Linked DNA regions of Sus scrofa: regions 1 and 3 are each linked to region 2. A link is a contact called in public Hi-C data. All regions are on one chromosome and are shown on one strand. The core of a region is the stretch at or near the end of the contact, and the rest is flanking DNA. Distances in the headings are between cores, read along the strand shown. Region 1 overlaps LOC106507478 (a long non-coding RNA gene). Region 2 has its middle 120 kb from the start of NUAK1. Region 3 overlaps LOC102160723 (a long non-coding RNA gene).

The links. Hi-C and Micro-C count contacts between places; a contact is called where the count stands out from the background.
Region 1: a Hi-C map of liver shows a contact between it and region 2, with 6 times the contacts expected there. A contact is called at or near these places in 1 of 5 promoter capture datasets (liver) and 5 of 47 Hi-C or Micro-C datasets (liver and skeletal muscle).
Region 3: a Hi-C map of liver shows a contact between it and region 2, with 7 times the contacts expected there. A contact is called at or near these places in 5 of 47 Hi-C or Micro-C datasets (embryonic fibroblasts, liver and retroperitoneal adipose tissue).

The regions. Positions count from the first base shown.
Region 1 is chr5:14,340,800-14,343,550 of Sscrofa11.1, reverse strand. The region is part of intron 2 of LOC106507478 (a long non-coding RNA gene); the gene reads left to right. Among named protein-coding and RNA genes, the nearest start is that of NUAK1, 250 kb to the right of the region's middle.
Region 2 is chr5:14,210,840-14,213,767 of Sscrofa11.1, reverse strand. No RefSeq gene overlaps it. Among named protein-coding and RNA genes, the nearest start is that of NUAK1, 120 kb to the right of the region's middle.
Region 3 is chr5:14,457,825-14,460,629 of Sscrofa11.1, reverse strand. The region is part of intron 2 of LOC102160723 (a long non-coding RNA gene); the gene reads left to right. Among named protein-coding and RNA genes, the nearest start is that of C5H12orf75, 300 kb to the left of the region's middle.

The DNA of each region.
Region 1 (2,751 bases), core at 186-2,685, 130 kb before region 2:
ATCTCCAGATGGCACACGTGATTAACAAACACAACCAAATCATCATTTCCACTCTTATCCAAACACTGAACCTGCACTCTGACCCTATCTGTTTCACATTCTTCTCCAACTTGGTGCAGCCAAGGGCACCAGAAGCTTCCATTCTGCAACAAAGAAAAGCACTCCAGCCTGAGGGAGGAGGAGGGCTCGAAAAAGGGGGCTCAAGGAGGGAGGGTCCAGGAGGCCCGCCTGGGAGCCCTCCTGCTGGGCACAGTCTTGTCACGGGAGGCAAAGGCCCCACGCCCTAATCTCAGGGGCCCGGAAGTGAGTATTGCTGGGCGCGGATGTGGGGGTGAAGACAACTGTGGGGAGATGGTGTCTCCACCCAACTCTTGGACTCGGCTCCTTTCCAACATGGAAGAAACTTGCACATCGTCTTGATGTCGCAAGCAAATTGGCTACTAGTCCCTTCAAAGCCCATCACTAGGTTCCTCAGCAGAAAGCAACTGTCTCATCTCAGCCTGTGACAAAAGTTGTATTGAGCAGAATGTTGTCTGCCAAACCAGGAACTTGGAAAACGGACTCTGGCTAAGAGCACGTGTGGTGAGGAATGGCATAAAGACCGGTGGGAGCAGACCAGCATCCCCCTATGTCTGGGGCACAGTCCGTACTGTGGCAGCAACACCCTGCCAGCGACATAGCTGGGACATAAGAGTAACCTGCTTGGGCATGCACGAGTCTGCCCTATGTTCTGCCATGGAAAACCCATCAGAAATGCACAGTAACTGGATAGCTGTCTCATCAAATGCCAGACCCTAGAAGACTCTTGCTTCTTCCTGCTACCTGTGGTTTCTTCATTTTTCTCCTAATCTAATATATAAGGATAAACTGTGACTTCCAAAAAAAAAAAAAAAAAAAAGTGCCCAATTCTAGGGTTTAGCTCCCTGGCCCTGCAGCCAACGCAGGGTGCGATCTTGAAGTTCGCAGTGGTCAGTGCCTTAGTTTCTAACTGTGGAAGGGCCTAGAAAGCAGGGCAGGGCTGAGAGTGATAACTCCCCCAAAGAATGCTGGGGAACTCCCTAACGCCTGGCACAGCTCTGAGATACTCCGTGTGAGCCGGGGTCAGACTCCACCAAAGATCAAATGGACCTTTGCCCAGTGACCTGGGGGTGGAAGGGGAGGGGACAGAGTGGTGGCCTAAATTTTTATGCACTTTTCACCATGACAGATGGGAGCAGATGTGGCTCCCAGGAAAGGAAGGCCATCTAGTGCACTCACATCCTGAGGCTTTGCCTCATCTGCTCAGCAGAGGCCACTGGACCTCGGGTGTGATGTTAAGAGCCAAATCCCAAATACCTTGAGCCTTCTCCAGTTCCTCAGTACTGGGAAACATCTTGTATTTACTGCCCAAGGGATGGCCTTCCACCCAAGGAGGAGGAGGACAGGCCCTGCTGTTCCCAGCTTCTCTCCCCCTGGGTGTGGGTGTGATGCATGCTCCTGCCACAGCTCAGGCATCACAGATTCTGCTGTCCCCTGAGGTGGAGTCAAAAGGGACTTCCAAGGTCATCCTCTGATGCTTACTTCCTTTCCATCCTCCCCAACCAATTGCCATGTGCCTTCTGTTTTAACACCTCCAGGCACAGGAAACTCACTCCCTAACTTGGCAGCCTTATTGCTTATCTTGGGCTTTTTTGTTTTATTTTTTATTTTTTCACTTTTCGTGGAAATTCCTTCCTGGTAATGAACAGAAACTTATCTCCTTTAGCTTTTTTTCTTTCTGGTCTTACATGGAATGACCCTTTTATTTATGGCCCAAACCCAAGTTCATGTTTAAGACTAAAAAGGGACACTATCAATAATGACACCAGAATAAGAGATGTCAATTGGAACTCTCTTGGCTTGACAAGACTTAAGACTACACCAATCTGGAGTTCCCGTCATGGCTCAGTGGCTAACGAACCCAACTAGTATCCGTGAGGACTCGGGTTCGATCCCTGGCCTCCATCCATGGGTTGAGGATCTGGCGTTGCCATGAGCTGTGGTGTAGGTTGCAGACACTGCTCGGATCTCAAGTTGCTGTGGCTCTGGTGTAGGCCGGCCGCTGTTGCTCCAGTTCAGTTAACCTGGGAACCTCCATGTGCCGCTGGCGTGGCCCTAAAAGGACTACCCCAATCTTAGATGTACCTTATTGGTAACTAGAACAATTCTGTTTCCCCTTACTTAAGAGTCACTGATATTTAATGGCACCTAGATTACCCCTGAGTCTTCTCTCCTCTAGAATAAATAAGAGAGGCTTCTTTCTTTTGTGAAAAGATAATTGGATTGAGAACAAGAATTAGCCATGACTTTGGGGGGCTCCATTGGGAAGGGCCAGTTGCCTCCAAGATCCAATGTTATGTCCTGACATCCCAGAAAAAGAAAGCAATTTGTAACATTCGGAAATGTGAAAGTCTGTCAGAAGGACGGAAGATCAGCCACATGAAACTGGGAAACATAAATGGTGGTTTTCTTTACTCTGAGAAGCATTAAAAATCACACATTTTAGTGACGCAATATAGCATGGTGGCAGTGGATGCCACATTTTTTCCTGCAGCCTGGGTCTGAGCTGGCTGCACCAGCATCTGTTGGAAGTGTACTAAAAATCAGATTCCTGGGCCTCACTTGAGAATCTCCAGAGGTGTAGCATTGGCTTTCTGAAAAGCTCGGGAAGCAGTTCTCATGATGAGCCAAGCTGGAGACCCACCAACGCAATGATCTCTTCCTTGTGCCATA
Region 2 (2,928 bases), core at 303-2,802:
TCCAATACATGGTGTTGACACACTTGTTAATTTACAAGGGAGAAAATAAAATTAGATCCTACTCAACATTATTCAAAATAATAGATCCCAGATGCTTTAGACTTCAGCATGAAAAAACAACTGAAGGGTATGCCTCATAACAAATGAATTCAGATATAGCGCGATCAGTGATTGACAATTAATTCTCACCTTCAGGGTTATAATACCAACCCCGCCTCTTAAGTGACAATGTTTTGGGCCCCACTTCTAGGATCATGATGGGGTTTTAGTTATACCAGAAGAGAACATAGAAGGAGGGTATTTTTACAACCTCAAGACTGGGGAGAAGGCGTTTTTTGTTGTTGTTGTTGCTTTTTAGGGCTGCACTTGCAGCATATAGAGGTTCCCAGACTAGGGATCAAACCGGAGCTGCAGCTGCCAGTCACAGCCACAACCACAGCCACAACCACATGGGATCCAAGCCGTGTCTGCAATCTACACCATGGCTCGTGGCAACGCCGGATCCTTAACCCACTGAGTTGGGCCAGGGATGGAACCTGCAACCTCATAGTTCCTAGTCAGATTTGTTTCCACTGCGCCATGATGGAAACTCTGAGAAGTCCTTCTTAAATGAGACACAAAACTCAGAAGCTGTAAGGGAAAGACTGACAGATACAATTACATCAGAATTTAAAGTCCTGTTACACTAACACCAAATGAAGTTCGAAGGTGAAGCACGACAAACAATCCAAACATTTTCAATAGAGAAACCATTAATAAATCAGATTACATAATCTATCACACAGTCATTTTTATGGACTCTTAATGTGGTTTCCCAACATAATACAAAGTTTTGTATATATATGGAAAAATTTCCAAGACATAAAGCTAAGTGCCAAAAATTGAGTCACAGAACTGGCTAGATGGATCGATCGATAGATGATAGATTTTTAAAGTGAGGTGAAAACTATGGAACTCCATAGAAAATGGACAACACTCATCCAGAATGAACTATTAATAGTGGGGTATCTCTGAGGAAGAGAGTGCGGTCAGCACGTAAGGGAAAACTTCCCTCTTCCCTCTCTATGCTTTTGAATTATTGAGTTTTTCCAAAAAGAATACATTCGGGCATTTCACGTAAGAGACAAAGAAAATCAAAACACGTGGACTCTGTGAGGCTGTCATCCTGGCTCCAAAGTACATCAGCTTGTGAGCTCTGGGATTGGCTCAGATGGGGCAATAGCACCTACCTCACTGTAATGTTCTGAGCACTGGATAAGTTAAAACTGCTGCCTATTGAGCCCACACTGCATACCAGGCTTAGTAAATGCACTATCGTCTTTTAAATACAGCAGCAGGCTGAACTGCGGTAGCAGCCAGAGAGCTACTGCGTTTTGCATGGAAGGACACTGAGGCCCAGAGAGGTGAAGTAATTTGCCCAAGGTCACAGAGCGGGAAGGGGCAAAGCTGGAGACTTTGGACTCTAAGATCAATGCCAAGTCCTCCCATGTTTGCTCATGGAGATTCTTTTGTCTTCTCTCTCTGAAGCGTGGTGCTTGCACTGGGCTTAAGCAACACTCTAAAATAAATCTTCGACCAGCTCCAGGCCAGCCCCCTGCCTTGACTCTGCAGAAAGGGGACAAGGAATGACTGACTCACAGCCGCAGCCGACTGCGCACAGACAGTGTCTGGAAGCGCCCATCTCCCACTTCCTCTGAAATAGATAACGATGGCTCTTTTAGCCTGAAATCCCCCTGGCATAGACACACCAAGAGTAGTAAATCTGAGCTGGGGAAAAAAAAAAAACTTCTTGTAAAATTGCTGTCAGGGACTTGCATTGTAAACCTCCATACCCTGCTACAGCCAGCCAGGACCCCGACTCTGGGGACCCCCTGCCAAAGCAAGGAGAAAAAGAAGCGAAGACCAGGAGACAGATACCCCAGACAGTCGGGGGTTAATTAGAACCTTTTGCGGAAGAAGCCGAACAGATGTAATTAGCCAGGAATGGCTAATTGGCTATTTGATTTGTTTATGGCAGGGTGCCACTTTTCCTCTGTGAACCCGGGATTGTCAATATACCTGCAAATATTAACCAACCCCTTCTAAGGACTTATTCTGTGCCAGAAACTCTCCTAGGAATTTTCACAAATCAAGCCCTGTAATCCCCACAGCAACTTCATTATTGTTTCAGATTTCCCGATGAGGAAACAGAGGCACAGCGGAGTTAGGGAAGTTGTCCAAGGTCCCAAAGCCAGTAAGTGACAGGAGGTCTAGGCAGACTGACTTCAGGATCCAGTCCCTTCACGGCTTCTCAAACACTTGTGGGGGTGGGGCGGGGGCAAGGCAGGATGCTTTGTATCACAATCAAGGTGGGAACTGAACGTCAGCTCTGGGTTTCCGTAGCTGAGAGAGGTTATTCTTAAGGTGGAAAAGGGCCAGGAGGATGGCAAGAATACTCAGAAGTCTGGAGAAGAGAGTTGGACTGCCTGGAGAATGGAATGAGCTTTCAAGCCAATCTTATCTGCATCTCAAGTGTTTCCAGAAACCCAGCTGTTGTCTGAGTTATGTTTCTGAAGGACGTCACCACTTTTTCTCCCCCCAAATCTCTTTGGGGGTCGAGAATCTCAGTGGGTGCTGGGTCTGGCATTCTCTGGTCCTGGACAGCTGGGCCCCCATCTTCTAGTTCCCCTTTCGGTCTGCCGGTCTATTAGACCTTTGTCCCTGCTGGGTTATGTTGGGATTGGAAGGCATCCATCTCATCTCTGTCCCATGGCCCCCGGGACAAAATACATTTAGAACTGTAAACACAGCACTCAGATGGAGGATAAACTGCCAACGTGGTACTGTCTGGCTGGAGGACATGGCTGATACTCCCTGGCTTTTAATGGAGTTCCTATGACTTCCCCCATGTCCAGCCCAGTGCCATCCAGTTGTCCTTTCTAAGACGAT
Region 3 (2,805 bases), core at 75-2,574, 250 kb before region 2:
TTGTATTTTTCTTCCCAGGGAAGGATTTGGGATGTTCGGTGGAACTTGAGGTTCTAAAGGGTCTCCTAGGGGATACCGTGGGAAGCTTTAAGCAACAGAGGAGACTCCACTTTTCTTTTGGAAAGACCTCTCTGGAGGCAGCCTGTGGACACGTCACGGAAAAGGGGCGAGAAGAACAGGGAAAGCAGTTGCAAGTGACTCCCTGGAGTAGGTGAGGGCTTCTGAGGGCTTGGATCAAGACACTGGCAAAGAGGAAAAGAGGAGAGGGTACCTTGAGAAATATTTAGGGGCAGGGGGTTGGAAATAGCAACTTAATAAATGTAAGAGGAGAATATTAAAAGAGTTACCCTTTTCTGAATATTTTGAAATCGGGGAGATACAAAAATCTCAGCAAATCCATATTTCCTTAAAGGACCAGTATATGTTAATTAATGAACCATTAAAAAATTTCCTGTAGAACAATAAACAGAGTTTTAATAGAGAGAATGGAGATAATTTATTTTTACACTGAGTCCCGCATTGAAATATTTACCAGGAATTTGGACTGGAGTGATCTTTTTATTGACTCTATAAACCACAAATTAAGCACAGCCATCATGTAATGTGACATTTAATAGACAAGTCATCCCAACGTGTTATCCCCTCCCAAGGGGTCACCTTAGGGGGTTGTTTATTGACTTACTGTCAAGTGCTGCCCACTGTTGGGACAAATCTTTCTGTTCCTTTAGGAGGAAGTTGTTTTTTAAGTCAGGCGGTGAATTGCACAAGAATGTCAGTCCCGTTAGTTTGCTCCCCGCCCCCTACCTCATGTTTGCCTTGAGATAGAAACTCCCATCTCAGTTGCTCAACTTGTTTGCATGACTTAGCTTCCAATGACTTCTGGCTGTTTTGGAAAGTCAAATCAGTGCTCAAAGGATGGACATGTTTTTTTTTTTTTTCTTTTTAGGGCAGCACCTGTGGCGTATGCAGGTTCTCAGGCTAAGGGTTGAGTTGGAGCTACAGCTGCTGGCCTGCGCCACAGCCGCAGCTACATCAGATCTGAGCTATGTCTGCCACCTACACCACAGCGCACGACAATGCCAGATCCTTAACCCCCTGAGCGAGGCCAGGGATCAAACCCCTGAATCCTCATGGATCCTAGTTGGGTTTGTTGCCGCTGAGCCACGACAGGAACTCTCAGAAGGATGGATGTTGTTCTCCACTGAGGATGTGCTGCTGGTTTTTAAAGCCACATGGAGCCACTGTACTGACATTTCCCCTGAGACCGCATGGTTCCCTCTGGTGTCTCTGTCCCTGGGGAGAGTGGCATCTTCCCCTTTGGGGCCCTTCCTCCCTCCCACTGGGATTTGCACAACCTGCTGCTTCCTCTGGAATGCATCCTTTGCCTCCAGGACGGGTCATCCCCGCCATCCCTCCTGTGTCTCCTGGACCGCTGGTGTTTACCTCTGTCCTCCATGCACCGTGATGCTCTACTGGCTGCTTCTAGCACCTGTCTGTGAGCCCTTAGAGAACTGGGACCTGTGGAGTTCCCATCGTGGCTCAGAGGTTAATGAATCCAACTAGGAACCATGAGGTTGCGGGTTCGATCCCTGGCCTCGCTCAGTGGGTTAAGGATCCAGCATTGCTGTGAGCTGTGGTGTAGGTCGCAGACGTAGCTCGGATCCCGTGTTGCTGTGGCTGTGGTGTAGGCCAGCAGCTGTAGCTCCGATTCGACCCCTAGCCTGGGAACCTCCATATGCCACAGGTGCAGCCCTAGAAAAATGCAGAAAGACCAAACAAAAAAAAAAAAAGAGAGAGAGAGAGAGAACTGGGACCTGTGTTTTTATATCGTCCTCACTTAGCATGGGGCTTAGGGGTAAACACATATTTGTTTACTAGTTATAGAATAGCTCTAAGATTGAAACAACTTTTTATTATTTTTTTTAAGCCGCGTTAAAACAGCTGGTCTGTGTTCTCTACTGGGAATAACTTTGTCAGGGCAGCACCCATTACAAATACCTGTGAGTACTGATGTGTGGCTGCCTGAAATCACCTGTGTTATCCTACTGGTCCTCCAGAAGAATAGGAATACGCTTTAAAGACCTGTTTTTGTTGACATAGCGCTGCCACCACCAAGAACAGTAACAACGAACCTTAACTGGCCGCTTGCTTCTACCAGGTCCTACGGCAGAGACTGCCAGGTGCCTGCTAACAGCCCAGTTGTCTTTCTTCCTAACGGGACCCTTCTGTTCTTGAGGTCATGAGATGTAAGTCTCTATTTCCCAGCCTCTCATGGTTTGGGGGTGGCTGTGTGACCCAGTTCTAGCCCATAGTCTGGAACGGAGATGTTGGCACTGACTACCGGAAGGGCTTCTTAAAAGATGGACAGACATTTGAGGAAAGCCTTCTCCGCATTTGTGACGCCTGGACCGTGAGATTACCTGCAAGGTGCCATCTCTCTCTCAGATGCATCTCTCTCTCTGTAGTAATAGTAGAGCCAGAAGATAGGCTCCTAGCTCCCTATGACTTCACGAGATCAACACCTCAGCTGGGGTCTGCTAGCTCCTGGCATCGGTTACCTGTGGAATGAATTCTTGGGCACTTAAGATGCTCTCATTTTGGATTTTCTCTCATCGGCAGCTAAACCTATTATGAAGGAGTTAGGTGTTTTACAGAGATTATTTCAGTTAACCTTCGCAATATCCCTGTGAGTTAGGTATTATTATCATGAATGGAGGTGGCATCGTTGGGGTCGAACCCATGGACTGTCTGGCTCCTGTTATATAAAATGAGGGTGATCCTCTGTTTTGAATGAATTCATGCTTT